Regions from separate parts of the Zea mays genome. Here region 1 is linked to region 2. A link is a contact called in public Hi-C data. All regions are on one chromosome and are shown on one strand. The core of a region is the stretch at or near the end of the contact, and the rest is flanking DNA. Distances in the headings are between cores, read along the strand shown. Region 1 holds the start of LOC100381789 (DNA topoisomerase 2). Region 2 overlaps LOC100194134.

What was found. Hi-C and Micro-C count contacts between places; a contact is called where the count stands out from the background.
Region 1: a Hi-C map of endosperm shows a contact between it and region 2, with 2.7 times the contacts expected there. The contact joins the promoter of LOC100381789 here to the enhancer-like site in region 2.

Annotation. Positions count from the first base shown.
Region 1 is chr4:163,717,857-163,724,953 of Zm-B73-REFERENCE-NAM-5.0, forward strand. It overlaps LOC100381789 (DNA topoisomerase 2), which reads left to right and starts at 2,633. Exons shown (of 22, transcript NM_001321354.1): 1 at 2,633-3,307; 2 at 4,406-4,698; 3 at 4,799-4,865; 4 at 4,953-5,223; 5 at 5,305-5,504; 6 at 5,589-5,798; 7 at 5,879-5,992; 8 at 6,166-6,273; 9 at 6,382-6,546; 10 at 6,627-6,812; 11 at 6,896-7,051. The coding sequence starts at 2,759.
Region 2 is chr4:163,536,908-163,544,422 of Zm-B73-REFERENCE-NAM-5.0, forward strand. LOC100194134 reads left to right here. Exons shown (of 7, transcript NM_001139186.2): 3 at 1,080-1,500; 4 at 1,811-1,901; 5 at 2,404-2,740; 6 at 2,831-2,979; 7 at 3,108-4,121. The coding sequence ends at 3,624. It also overlaps the pseudogene LOC109946056. Among protein-coding and RNA genes, the nearest start is that of LOC100194134, 6.8 kb to the left of the region's middle. Within about 2 kb of position 3,849, at least 19 of the 20 cell types and tissues checked have an H3K27ac peak or open chromatin away from gene starts, as enhancers often do. A contact at or near this core is called in endosperm, where this site is marked.

The DNA.
Region 1 (7,097 bases), core at 1,383-3,882, 180 kb after region 2:
GCCCGACCCCCGGGCTCGGACTCCGCCCTGGCCTCGGCCGAACGACTTCCGCCTCGCCCGACCCCATGGCTCGGGCTCGGCCTCGGCAACAGAGGACAGTCTCAACCTCGGCTTCGGAGGAGCCCCCGCGTCACCCTGCCTAGGGCACAGACCCGCCACGTCAACAGGAAGCGCCATCATCATCCTACCCCGAATCGACTCGGGTCACGGAGAACAAGACCGGCGTCCCATCCGGCCAGCTCCGCCGGATGGGCAATGATGGCGCTCCACAAGCTCTGTGACGACGGCGGCCCCCAGCTCTCTTACGGAAGCAGGGCGACGTCAGCAAGGACTCGACCGCTCCAACAGCTGTCCCTCCGCCAGGCTCCGTCGCACCTCCGACAGCCACGACATCACGCCAGCAAGGTGCCAAGACCTCTCCGGCTGCCACATTGGCATGTACCTAGGGCGCTAGCTCTCTCTCCGCTAGACACGTAGCACTCTGCTACACCCCCCATTGTACACCTGGATCCTCTCCTTACGACTATAAAAGGAAGGACCAGGGCCTTCTTAGAGAAGGTTGGCCGCGCGGGACCGAGGACGAGACAGGCGCTCTCTTGGGGCCGCTCGCTTCCCTCACCCGCGTGGACGCTTGTAACCCCCCTACTGCAAGCGCACCTGACCTGGGCGCGGGACGAACACGAAGGCCGCGGGACTTCCACCTCTCTCACGCTCGACTCCGGCCACCTCGCCTCTCCCCCCTTCGCGCTCGCCCACGCGCTCGACCCATCTGGGCTGGGGCACGCAGCACACTCACTCGTCGGCTTAGGGACCCCCCTGTCTCGAAACGTCGACAGCAGCCAAATGTCCAGGCAAAGCTAAAATAGCTGCCCACGAGCTATTGTAGCAGCATAAAACTGTTTCCAACGGGACAACCAATCGAGGCAGGCAAAAAGGATGGGAAGAGAGACGATGAAAGGTAAAATAGCTTGCACTGTAGCGAGCAACCATTTTCTTCGTTTGTGTCTGACTACTTGACCTCACCATGTGTTTGATTTATTGGACTGTCTTTTTGCCTGTGCTGTTGGAAACACGTGTCATATGCATAAAGTTCGGGTGGCTGCTTGATTTACCTGGCTCATGTTGTAGTCAGTCTAAGGTGCTGTTTAGTTACGACCGTGTGAATGTAAGCGATAATGGAATGGTTACAACCGTGATCTGAGAAAATGTAACTGAAGCCCGTGATTGTTTGTTTATGGGAACTTCCTTCTCACTTGTGTACGAGATCGGATACCACATGAAGGCGAGCGGTATGCCCATTTGTACTGCGTCGTATCTGTTAACAGCGTGGTCTGTTACCGTCAAAAGCAACCAAACAGGAAACAATGTGATCCGATAACGATGCAAACTGATTACGGACAAAAAAACCCAACCAAATAGCATGTAAGTGTGAAGTTTAAGGGGTGTTTGGAAGCAAATTACTTTTAGAGTTTTGAGATAAAACCATGGTACCAAAGAATACCATAATATTTTTTGCCGAGTGGTGTTTGTCTACATTGAAAAAACTATGTTTTAAATACCATGATATTTTTGGAGTATTTGAAACTCCACTCCAATTCAAAGTTTTTGTTTATGACCAGCCTTGCACATGTATATCTTTGGTTTAATTTTAGTCACTAAAAAAGCAAGCATGATAACTAAAGTGGGATAACTAAATTTTAGGCTATCTGCAGCGGTTTCCCCTAAAATTTTCCCCCTATATCACTTTTTTGTGTCACATCATCAATATTCCATCCCCTGCTTTTCAATCTCCCGCAGCGGTTCCCTCTAAATACTTCCCCTATACCCCACTACAACTATAAAATATCATTTACTACACCTATTTTTCATTTATTATCAATTTTTATTCTACTAACAATTAATTCAACAGTATAAGCACAGTGTTTAGAGGGCTTGCCACAGCCCTCCACATCTAGCGGAGCACTGCTCCCAGCGCTACCACTGTTGCTTGTAGGGGAAGGTTTAGGGGTGGCCGCTGCACCCATCTCGTTACCCTAAATGTACACAGTGCAAGGGGAGGGGGAAGGGCGCGGCATGCGCTGCGGACAGCCTTAGTTCATTAGTCACAAAGGGTTATTAAAAGGGACTAAAGTAGGATTTTACTTCATTTGCTCTCTTCTCTTCCTTTGTGTAGCAAACATCGATTAATTAATATGAATAATGTAGTCATTATTCACAATAATTAATGCCTTTTAGTCACGTTCTGAGATGAGAAATTTGCTGCGAGGGGAGGGACGCAGCGGATGGGTGCGTGGTGGTGGAGCTTGGGAGCGATGGATTGTGGACGCACTTTTAGATTTTTAATAGGAGTCTTATAAATTAAGAGGCACATAACCGTTAAAGTTTGATTTGGTGACAAAGTGATTACATATGGATTGAAGGTAATTGAATGGGAAATAAACTAATTTTTCCCTTAATCCTTTGTGATCCCGGATCATCAAATCAACCCTAAGTTAAAAAATTCCACCGCGCGATCCCTCATCCACTGGTCCCACCATCCGTCCCCTAGTCCGCCGCCTCCCGCCTCACGCACCCCAAATTCAAATTTCGAATCCCAGAAGGACAGCACCGTTGCCCTTCGGCTTCGATAAACACCCCTCAACCCCCATTGCTTTCTAGCCCCAGATCCCCAATCCCCAAGACCCCAACGCCTCACGCACCCCTCAACCCTACCGCAGCTGCGCAGGCACACGACCTCCGTGTGCAGCGCATCGCCGCCATGACGGGTCCCTTACACTCCAGCTCCGGCCACAACGCCGCCGCCGGCGGCGGGGGCAAGACCATCGAGGAAATGTACCAGAAGAAGACGCAGCTGGAGCACATCCTGCTGCGCCCTGACACCTACATTGGCTCGGTGGAGAAGCATACCCAGACGCTCTGGGTCTACGAGGACGGCGCCATGGTGAACCGCTCCGTCACCTACGTCCCTGGACTCTACAAGATCTTCGACGAGATCCTCGTCAACGCCGCCGACAACAAGCAGCGGGATCCCAAGATGGACGCGCTCCGCGTCGAGATCGACGTCGACGGCTGCTCCATCTCCGTATACAACAACGGCGACGGGATACCCGTCGAGGTCCACCAGGAGGAGGGCGTCTACGTGCCAGAGATGATTTTCGGCCACCTCCTCACCAGTAGCAACTACAACGACAACGAGAAGAAGACAACCGGCGGGAGGAACGGATACGGCGCCAAACTCACTAACATCTTCTCCACGGAGTTCGTCATCGAGACCGCTGATGGACGTCGCCAAAAGAAGTACAAGCAGGTGACATGTTTTGGCTGTATCTTGCCCTTTTGATTTGCCATATTTCCGCTGTGGATTTGTTTCGAAATGGAGTAGATCTGGCAAAACATATTAGCTACTTGTTTTTGTACTCGAGATTCTATAGTTGATATGATTATTAGAAGTAAGTGCCTTCTGTTATCAGTTTAAAATCTGGTGGATAAAGCATTCGAGTGCACAATTTTTTTCAGCAGTTCAGTACAGCTTCTCTTTTGATTTGCTTAAGGTTTAGAAGTGAATGAGTTCATAAATTTTGTCCTAATGATACCTAAGAATAAGACTCCTTTTCAATTTAGTACTGAACTCTTGTTGTTTTGTGTTATATGCCAAAGTTGTGACGAAATTTCATATTTAATTGTTCTGGCATTGGCTAGTAATGTTTTGGATCAGCATGACACAATTCGTTACTTGTTGAGTGGCATTGTCAATATGAACTGATTCAGCCTACACATGTTATGGGGGCAGGTCAAATTTCAAGATACTGAGCGTGGTTATTAAAAAGTCGCTTAAGCGTCTTTTAAGCGTCAAAACGCTGCTAAGTGCCTGAAGCACTAAAACGTTTCACAAAAAGCGTAAAGCACTAGCTTTAGGCGTATAAACACCCGCCTGTCGCCTCTGCGCCCTTGTGCCTGTCATCCGCCGCAGCAAGAAAGGGAGATTGAGATGATGGTTACTGATATTGATGATTTGGATGATGATTACTGAGAAATCATAAATGGAAGGGGGATTGAGAGTGACACTTCTGTCATTGTTGTTGTGGGCATGCCATTTTAGTTGATTGTGTGCTTGTGGTTGTCACATGCCATTTTAGAACTTGTGGTTTTAGTTGATTGTGTGCTTGTGATTATGGACGTGTCATCTTAGAACTTGTTATTATGGGAGGTTGGTATTTCCCTTGATATTATTATGTGAACTTATGTTACATTGATATTTTGTCCATGTTGTTTAAAAAGACGTTTTAAAGCTCGCTTAAACGTTTTAAAGTCAAAAAATACTCATGAGTGCTTCAACGATTTATCGCTTTAATAACCATGCCACCATGGTACCGAGTGTGAAGTTCCTTCTTGAATTCAAATGCAGGTTTTCTCTGAAAACATGGGGAAGAAGTCAGAGCCCCAGATTACCAAGTGCAAGCAGGGCGAGAACTGGACCAGGGTCACCTTCAAGCCTGATCTTGCCAAGTTCAACATGATCCATCTCGAAGATGATGTTGTAGCCCTCATGAGGAAGAGAGTGGTTGATATGGCAGGCACTCTTGGCAAAACAGTGAAGGTTGAGTTGGATGGGCACAGGGTGCCCATAAAGAGCTTCTGTGATTATGTCGACCTGTATATGAAGAGTGCTAACTGTGACAGACCTGATAATTTCAAAAAGTCTGTATTAGCTTTGTACATACATGAAGTTTTGGTGATGTCGACAAACAAAACTTTTTTGGGCTGTATCTGATCATTCACACTTGGTTTATTCTTTCAGGATTTATGAGCAAGTAAATGATCGGTGGGAAGTGTGTGTTAGTCAAAGCGAAGGGCAGTTTCAGCAGGTAATATATTGGGTTACTTGTTATGTGAGAGCTGCTTGTTGTTTTGTGGTTACACTTGCATCATAAAAACTTGTTCTGCTATTGCAGGTCAGCTTTGTCAACAGAATTGCCACCATAAGGGGTGGAACTCATGTTGATTATGTCACCAATCAAATTGCCACCCATGTGATGGCTTTTGTGAATAAGAAAAACAAGAATGCAAACATGAAGCTACACAATGTGAAGAGCCATTTGTGGGTCTTTGTCAATGCGCTGATTGACAATCCGGCCTTTGATTCACAGACCAAGGAGACCTTGACCACTCGTCAGGGAAGCTTTGGGTCAAAGTGTGAGCTTTCTAGTGATTTCCTCAAGAAAGGTATGCCATGCAGAACATTACAGTTTGTCATCAGATTTTTGCTTCTCAATTAATGCTAACACTCACTTTGAATGATTGCAGTTGAGAAATCTAGTGTAATCGATAATGTCCTCTCTTGGGCTGATTTCAAACTTAGCAAAGAATTAAAGAAGACTGATGGAAGCAAGAAGTCAAGAATTTCTGGCATCCCTAAGCTTGAGGATGCAAATGAAGCTGGTGGGAAGGACTCTCACAAGTGCACCTTGATTCTGACTGAGGGTGACTCTGCAAAAGCTCTTGCTGTGAGTAATGCATAGTTTCTATATAACAGTGTATACCTCAAATATCGAACTGAAATCATGAGACACTCACTCCCCCCTCTGCAGATGTCGGGCATAGCTGTTGTAGGGAGAGATTACTATGGTGTATTTCCTCTCAGGGGAAAACTATTGAATGTCAGAGAGGCAAACCACAAGCAGATAATGGACAACGCTGAAATTCAGAACATAAAGCAAATCCTTGGTTTGCAGCATGGAAAGCAGTATGATAGCACCAAAGGTTTGAGATACGGCCATCTCATGATAATGACAGATCAGGTTTGGCATATAGCTCCAATTCTATATCAACCAATCAAACTCAAGTTTTGTCTGCTCATGCTTTGACAAACAAACTTCAGGATCACGATGGTTCCCACATCAAAGGGTTGCTGATCAATTTCATTCACTCATTCTGGCCATCACTTCTTAAAGTTCCATCTTTCTTGGTTGAGTTCATTACTCCAATTATCAAGGTATATAACAGTTGGGGTTTATCTTTGGGCATATTTTTATGCATTTTTAACTTTTATTCTTGATCCTTTAGTAATGAGCACCGCAGGCATTTTTTCCCTGACAGATTTGTAATTTTTGTAAAACATGTGTTTGACTGCCATGATGATACTTGAATTCATACTCATTTGTCCAGGCAACCAGAGGCCAAACTACTAAGTCATTCTACACGTTGCCAGAGTATGAAGAATGGAGAAATAATTTAGGAGCAAGTGCAAGTTCATGGACTATAAAATACTACAAGGTCTGCTTGTCCCCGCTTGTTCCTATTGTTTACTCTTCTGTGGGCATTTGCTGAGGATGTCATCATTATTATGTTGTCAATCATTTAAACGGATCATTATTGGTACAGGGGTTAGGAACAAGCACAGCCAAAGAAGGCCGAAAGTACTTCGAAGATATTACTGAACATAAAAAAGATTTTCTCTGGGTAGATGACCAAGATGGCAATCATATTGAATTAGCATTCAGCAAGAAACGGATTGCTGATAGGAAACAGTGGCTTACAAATTTTCAGGTTTAGCACTTGCATCTTTTCCCAGTTTGTCATGTTTTTTTATGCTGGATCCACACTAAACGGCGCAAACTGATTTTCAGCCTGGGACATACATTGACCAACGTGACAAACATGTCAAGTATAGCGATTTCATCAACAAAGAGCTGATACTCTTCTCAATGGCAGACCTGCAGCGATCAATACCTTCAATGGTTGACGGCCTTAAACCAGGCCAGAGGAAAATTCTGTTTTGCTCATTCAAGAGGAATTTTGTTAAGGAAGCTAAGGTGCGCCTTTTTTTACCTTCTTTACATTATAGATTATCCAGAGTTTATTTATTTATTTTTGCTGCTATTTCTATTGAACACAGGTGGCTCAGTTCTCTGGTTATGTGTCAGAACACTCAGCATACCATCATGGTGAGCAGAGTTTAGCAGGTACAATTATTGGAATGGCTCAGAACTTTGTTGGCAGCAATAACATCAACCTTATGTACCCTAGTGGTCAGTTTGGCACCAGAGCTCAGGTGAGATAACAGTGCAAAAGCTTGTGCTTACGAGATGATTGTTATG
Region 2 (7,515 bases), core at 2,599-5,098:
GGCGGCGCGACCTCGCCCTGTCGGACGACTATCAGCAACCACATTGGCTCGCTGTCTCCAAGTGCGAGCATAGTGCGTGTCCCGCGGGCGACGAACTCCAGCTCTACAGCAGAGGCGGTAGGTAAGGCGCTCCTCTCCTTGTCATCAGCGAGGGCCGCTACCGGCCGCCACGAGGGCGCTTCCGCTGGTCATTGTTGTGTCTTATTCCAGGTTGCTATCCACGTGCTCCTCTTTCATCTAGATGGCGTCCATGGGATCCAGGTGGCTGCACACATGCAGGTCCAATGCGCGGAGGGTGTTTGCCTTATCTTAAGGGGTCAAAGAAAAAATAAAGAGTCGCGGTCTAATTTAGGTTCGGAATAATAAAATAAGCTGAGATGTAAAAGACTTATTTTTATGTGTTAAGTTTCTGTATAGCAGAATCATCGTTAGGCTGCAGCTCGAGGACGACCTGCTTGTCTAGAAGGGGTGTAGTGTCAGGTCCCCTCAGGTAGGTTAGGTAAAGATAAGGCTAGTTCGGGATAAAATTAGAATTAGAGATAAGATTATATTTTGTGCTTAGAGGTCAAGTAACCCTCTCTATATAAGAAGGACTGTATCAATTGAAGGTAAGCAAGAGATTAGAAGCAAGCCTTCTTCTTGCCTGGCCGTGGGCAAAGCCCTATGCCCGGCCTCCCCAAGCGTCGGGGTCCTGGCCCTAGACCCCAAACCTTCCACTCGTATTAAATCCTATCAACCCACCAGATTCTGATCCATAACAGATAGTCTCCATCACATAGTTTTTCTAAGACAAGTTTCTTTCTTTTATCATTTTCATACGTCTGACATATGTAGTTGTAAAGATATTTGGTGAAAATGAAATAGTTTTGCAGCAAGCATGGAATATAGTTTTTTTTTACTGGAGGGGTTTTATACTCTTATTACATTTGTATAAATTGTAATTGTTTCGTTCTCATAGTAAACGGTGTGATATTAAGTACTTCATTTTAAATTGCAAGTCGTTATACATAGCTTTTGCTTTGTCAAGTCATGAATTACATTGTGCTCAAATTTATTTTGTAACACGAGCCATTTCACAGGAGCAAAAACGAGTGGATTTTGAAGAGAGAAAAAAACTTGATCAACAACGAGCGAAATTTAAGTCGCAGACAGCTCAGTATGAGGATGAGCTAAAGAGGAAGCGACTGCAGGCTGAACATGAGGCGCAAAGGTTAAGAAACCAAGAGCTCGTGAAGATGCAAGAGGAATCTGGGATTAGGCTAGAGCAGATCAGGCGGGCGACTGAGGAGCAAATCCAGGAACAACGGAGGCAGACAGAGAGGCAAAGGGCTGATCTAGAGCAGGCGACCCTTTCAAAGAAAGCCATGGCAGAGGCGGAGGGGAGAATACTAGTAACAAAGCAAACTGAAGATGTGAAGAGGCGATTGCTTTTGGAGGAGATAAATGCTGACAGGGAGAAGTGGATCCAAGTGATAAATACAACCTTTGAGCATATCGGAGGTATGCCATACTATGTGAATAGTTTTTTGTTAGACCTTTTTATGCAGTCCTTTTAAACTATTTCTAATAGTTTGTGTCAAATAGCTTGGGTATTTGATAAAACCTAAAGTTATTATTTGCAATTAAAACTGGTATTTGGATACTACGGGTACCAGCAAATGTCACTTTACTCAGACCGTTTACTCCTATGTTGTATTCAACCTAGGGATGTTAGGGGTCTTTATGTGCTTATTATATTATGAAACATCAGTGGTGACATATAAAACTTTGTGACACCTTTGCGTCATTCCTTCTTTACCTTTTTCCCCAGGTGGTTTGCGAACGATACTAACTGATCAAAATAAGCTAGTGGTAGCAGTGGGAGGTGTAACAGCACTTGCTGCAGGGATATACACCACAAGGTAAAGTTCATGTTATCTATGTTTCAATTTCTTGTTTTAGTTGTGTGGTTCACTCACCATAATTCTGGTGTTTCTTCTGCATTGGAGCTCATAAGTTACTGAATTAAACTGCTGCTGTGTATCCACCTCTCAAAATTTGAACTCAATGATGAATATGAAACCAATTGTGGTGCCAGAGTTACATCTTATGCGATATACTAGTAGTCACATGATGCAAGAGGAATTTGCACAAATGAACATAACCTTTGTGTTGCCATATTTCTTTTAAATTTGTCTTTTTTTCCCTTTTGACGATTCTTATATCTACCACATTTTGTTTTAAGGTCAGTGAGTATATTTCAAATGATGCAAGAGGAATCTGCACAAACGAACATAACCTTTGTGTTGATTGTTTTGGAGTGCCTTTTTTTTTCATTTCTCATTCATTCACGTAAATCTGACCTTTTTGCTGATTTTATTTTCTGCTTGATGCCCTTACGTAGATTCACATATTTTTCCCCAGGGAGGGTGCAAGAGTAGTCTGGGGCTATGTTGATCGTATTCTTGGTCAGCCATCACTGATAAGGGAGTCATCACGGGGGAAATATCCCTGGTCTGGTTCCCTATCACGTGCTACAAGTACCCTGACTAGCAAATTGAAGAGTGGAAGCAACCTAGGGAAGGACGGGAATGGGTTTGGTGATGTTATTCTAAATCCTTCTCTCCAGAAGAGAGTGAAGCAGCTTGCTAATGCCACAGCCAATACGAAACTTCATCAAGCTCCTTTCAGGAACATGCTTTTCTATGGGCCTCCTGGCACAGGGAAAACCATGGCAGCACGAGAACTAGCTCGCAATTCTGTATGTTTCATTCATAGACCATATCTATGTCAGCATTAATAAAACCGTCTGAAATACGGCTGCCCCAATAAATGTTGCCACCATTTGCAGGGATTAGATTATGCACTAATGACTGGTGGAGATGTTGCACCATTAGGATCACAAGCAGTCACCAAGATCCATCAGTTGTTTGACTGGGCGAAGAAATCTAACAGGGGTTTGCTCCTCTTCATAGATGAAGCAGATGCTTTCTTGTGCGAGTAAGTGCAAACAAAATCTTCAGATACTTTTTCTTGTGCGAGTAGTGCTCAGTTTCTCACCCATAACTTGCAAACTGTAGCGTTGACATCTCAGACCGTTTTTGTTTTTTTTTTGGGGTACCCTACAGACGAAACAAAACTTACATGAGCGAAGCTCAAAGGAGTGCCCTGAACGCTCTCCTCTTCCGCACAGGCGACCAGTCCAAGGACATCGTCCTTGCGCTTGCCACCAACAGGCCTGGCGATCTCGACTCGGCCGTCGCCGACCGTATCGACGAGGTCCTGGAATTCCCCCTGCCCGGGGAAGACGAGCGGTTCAAGCTCCTGAAGCTATACCTGGACAAGTACGTCATCAGAGCCGGCGACAAGCGCGAGAAGAGCTGGCTCCGTTTCTTCCGCCGCCAGCCCCAGAAGATCGTGGTGAAGGGCGTCACCGACGACCTGATCCGCGAGGCGGCGGCCAAGACCCAGGGCTTCTCCGGACGAGAGATAGCCAAGATGATGGCCAGCGTCCAGGCGGCTGTCTACGGGAGCAAGGACTGCGAGCTAACCCCTGGCCTGTTCCGTGAGGTCGTGGACTACAAGGTCGCTGAGCACCAGCAACGGAGAAGATTAGCCGGTGAGGAGCCAAAGCAGGATGCCTAGGTTGACCCTTTTTTTTTATTCATTCACCCCCGTTTTGCCTTCCCGGGATAGATAGCTTCATCAGACAACACAGCCTAGCTACACAATGTGCAGGCGACGCCCAACTAAAAGCTCAATCAGACAACAGAGCCACGGCTCCCAGAGACGTCGGCACGTCGCACCAGTCAAGCAGCGCTAGGATGTTGTGCTTAGGCAGTTAGGCGCACTCGCGGAGGGGACTGCAGGCCGTGACCTAGCACCGCTGCTGTCAGGCTCGAGCCGCAGCCCTGGCAAGTCCGTCCTCACCCTCGTGCTCTGCTGACTGAAGACATACAGCAAAACCAATAAGGGAACAGTAGTCTGCTGTTAAGGAAGGGAATGTCGAACTTCAGGCATACAGCAAGACTAGGCTGTTAGTCGGCAAGGTTTGTTGTTTGCACAACATTAGATTCTTCTATTCAAGGCAGATTGCTAATATGATCAAACACTTAGCCTGCAACGCAAGAAAGATTGCAAGTATGGTCTGCATTTGATACTGAAAACACCTTGTCCTTTTATCCTCCTATCGTAGAATCCATCAGTCAATTAACTAAGACCAATTAGGCAACAGGTTTGCACCGTGTGATATACCTTTGCTACAACGGAAATGACACTTCAAGCATCGATTAACTAATTCTGTACCACAAGAAAGTCTCATAAGACTTTGTTCGTTTACACCAATTCAGTTCTGGATTAGCATGAATTGGAATTAAATTCATGTCACAATTCATGTCCCAAATAATCTAAGTCTACTTAATTTTTTTTATTTGGTTAAACTCATCATCGAATATAACCCAAGGGTTTAGGATTTTTTAAAACTATGTAAGACATTGATTTTATCCATAGCTCATTAGGTATGGAACAAATCCATGAAAATATTGCACAAATTTACATTAGAATCCATGGATCAAAATAATAACTAGCTTTGATATACACATGGATTAAATCCCACCACGTGATTGGATGTGAGGTATGGATTCACTCAATCTATACCTGAATTAAATCCATGGTGGAATTTCATCCCATATAACCGAATAAGGCTTAAATTGGTTTAACGTTACATTCCGGAACACATAAAATCTAACGATAACGGCAAACTAAACCCATCTCGATCGAAGAATCGGAAGAGCAACAAAAAAGGTGAGGTACGTAATGTTGAAGAAATAGCCATTTTCAGTTTTAATTTAATCTAGAAAATCACAGTGATGTATATGACGACATGTATGTGCATATGTGTATCACTACTCACATAAGCAGTAAACAACAATAAAATATACACAAATTCAAAGAACATATTGTACCTTCTGGAGGGACCGATGCTCAAGGCATTAGTGACTCCATTCACACGAGACATTTTGTGTGTATGTTCGATGTAGTCGTACACAATCGACGCAGGCAGATGTACGCAGTGCAGTTCCACGAACGGCGACGGCGACGAGGAACTTGATCAGTGCTGGTCGAGCGGACGAAGCGAGCAGTCTCTCTACGGACACCCGTGCAAGTGTCTCTCTGCGGAGGACGATTTCGGAGGCCTGCTCTCCCACACTGTCTGTGATCGCAGAAGGCGGGACGGGAATGGCTGTGTGCAACGCGTCTGAGACTGTACGTGCCTACTGTCTTGTCGTCACCAGGAACAGACTCACCTCTTTCGTATATATACACGCGTAGAGGGAGGCCAACGGACAGTAACGGTCGCCATCAGAGCTACTGTGGCAGAACCTCCCAAGATATCGGGCCCACATGCACCTGTCTTTGTCTTAAAGACCTCAGACAGCCATGCATGTGCACCAGATAACTTAATAGGATCCGTCTGATTGCCCCAAGGACATCAGATAAACCACTTACAATCAGAACCGCGGGATTAAGTAACACCAATCACACACACAACATTTTTGCAGCGGAAATCTTATTACCAAATTTTACAGGTTACAAAAATTTTACAATATTTTATCGGAGTGATTACAAGAGTATAAGTTTGAAATATATGCTAGCTCAAATTGAAAGGGAATTAGGCTTACACCTAGTTCCTAAATAATTTTGGTGGTTGAATTGCCTAACACAAATAATTGGACTAACTAGTTTGCCCAAGTGTATAGATCATACAGGTGCAAAAGGTTCACACTCAGCCAATAAAAAGACCAAGTTTTGGATTCAACAAAGGAGCAAAGGGGCAACCGAAGGCACCCCTGGTCTGGCGCACCGGACTGTCCGGTGCGCCACCGGACATGTCCGGTGCACCAGGGGGACTCTGATTCAAACTTGCTACCTTCGGGAATTTCTGAGGGCGACTCGGCTATAATTCACCGGACTGTCCGGTGTACACCGGACAGTGTCCGGTGCGCCAAGGGAGGTCGGCCTCAGGAACTCGCCAGCTTCGGGAAACGCCAACGGCTAGTCCGCTAAAATTCACCGGACTGTCCGGTGCGACTCCGGAGCAACGGCTATCTCCGCGCCAACGGCTCTCTGCCGCGCATTTAATGCGCGCTCTGCGCGCGCAGATGGCAGGCTCGCCCATGCTGGCACACCGGACAACAAACAGTACCTGTCCGGTGTGCACCGGACACCCAGGCGGGCCCACAAGTCAGAAGCTCCAACGGTTAGAATCCAACGGCAGTGATGACGTGGCAGGGGGCACCGGACTGTCCGGTGTGCACCGGACTGTCCGGTGCGCCATCGAACAGACAGCCCAGCCAACGGTCAAGTTTGGTGGTTGGGGCTATAAATACCCCAACCACCCCACCATTCATTGCATCCAAGTTTTCCACTTCCCAACCACTTACAAGAGCTAGGCATTCAATTCTAGACACATACAAAGAGATCAAATCCTCTCCAATTCATCACAAAGCCCTAGTGACTAGAGAGAGTGATTTGCCGTGTTCATTTGAGCTCTTGCGCTTGGATTGCTTCTTTTCTTTCTCACTTGTTCTTGAGATCAAAACTCCATTGTAATCAAGGCAAGAGGCACCAATTGTGTGGTGGCCCTTGCGGGGAAGTTTTGTTCCCGGCTTTGATTTGAGAAGAGAAGCTCACTCGATCCGTGGATCGTTTGAGAGAGGGAAGGGTTGAAAGAGACCCGGCCTTTGTGGCCTCCTCAACGGGGAGTAGGTTTGCAAGAACCGAACCTCGGTAAAACAAATCTCCGTGTCTCACTTGCTTATTCGCTTGGGATTTGTTTTGCGCCCTCTCTTGCGGACTCGTTCCTTATTACTAACGCTAACCCCGGCTTGTAGTTGTGTTTATATTTGTAAATTTCAGTTTCGCCCTATTCACCCCCCCTCTAGGCGACTATCAATTGGTATCAGAGCCCGGTGCTTCATTAGAGCCTAACCGCTCGAAGTGATGTCGGGAGATCACGCCAAGAAGGAGATGGAGACCGGCGAAAAGCCCACTACAAGCCACGGGAGCACTTCATCGGAAGAGTCCCGCACCAAGAGGAAGGAGAAGAAGAAGGACTCCTCCAAACGGAAGGAGAAAAAGTCTCCCTCTTCTCACCACAAAGAGAAGAAGGAAAAATCTTCTTCCCACAAGCCGCATCGGAAAGGAGACAAGCACAAGAGGATGAGGAAAGTGGTCTACTACGAGACCGACACTTCATCAACATCGACCTCCGACTCCGATGCGCCCTCCGTCACTTCTAAGCGCCAAGAGCGCAAGAAGTACAGTAAGATCCCCCTACACTACCCTCGCATTTCCAAACATACACCTTTACTTTCCGTCCCATTAGGCAAACCACCAACTTTTGATGGTGAAGATTACGCTAGGTGGAGCGATTTAATGCGATTTCATCTAACCTCGCTCCACAAAAGCATATGGGATGTTGTTGAGTTTGGTGCACAGGTACCGTCAGTAGGGGATGAGGACTATGATGAGGAT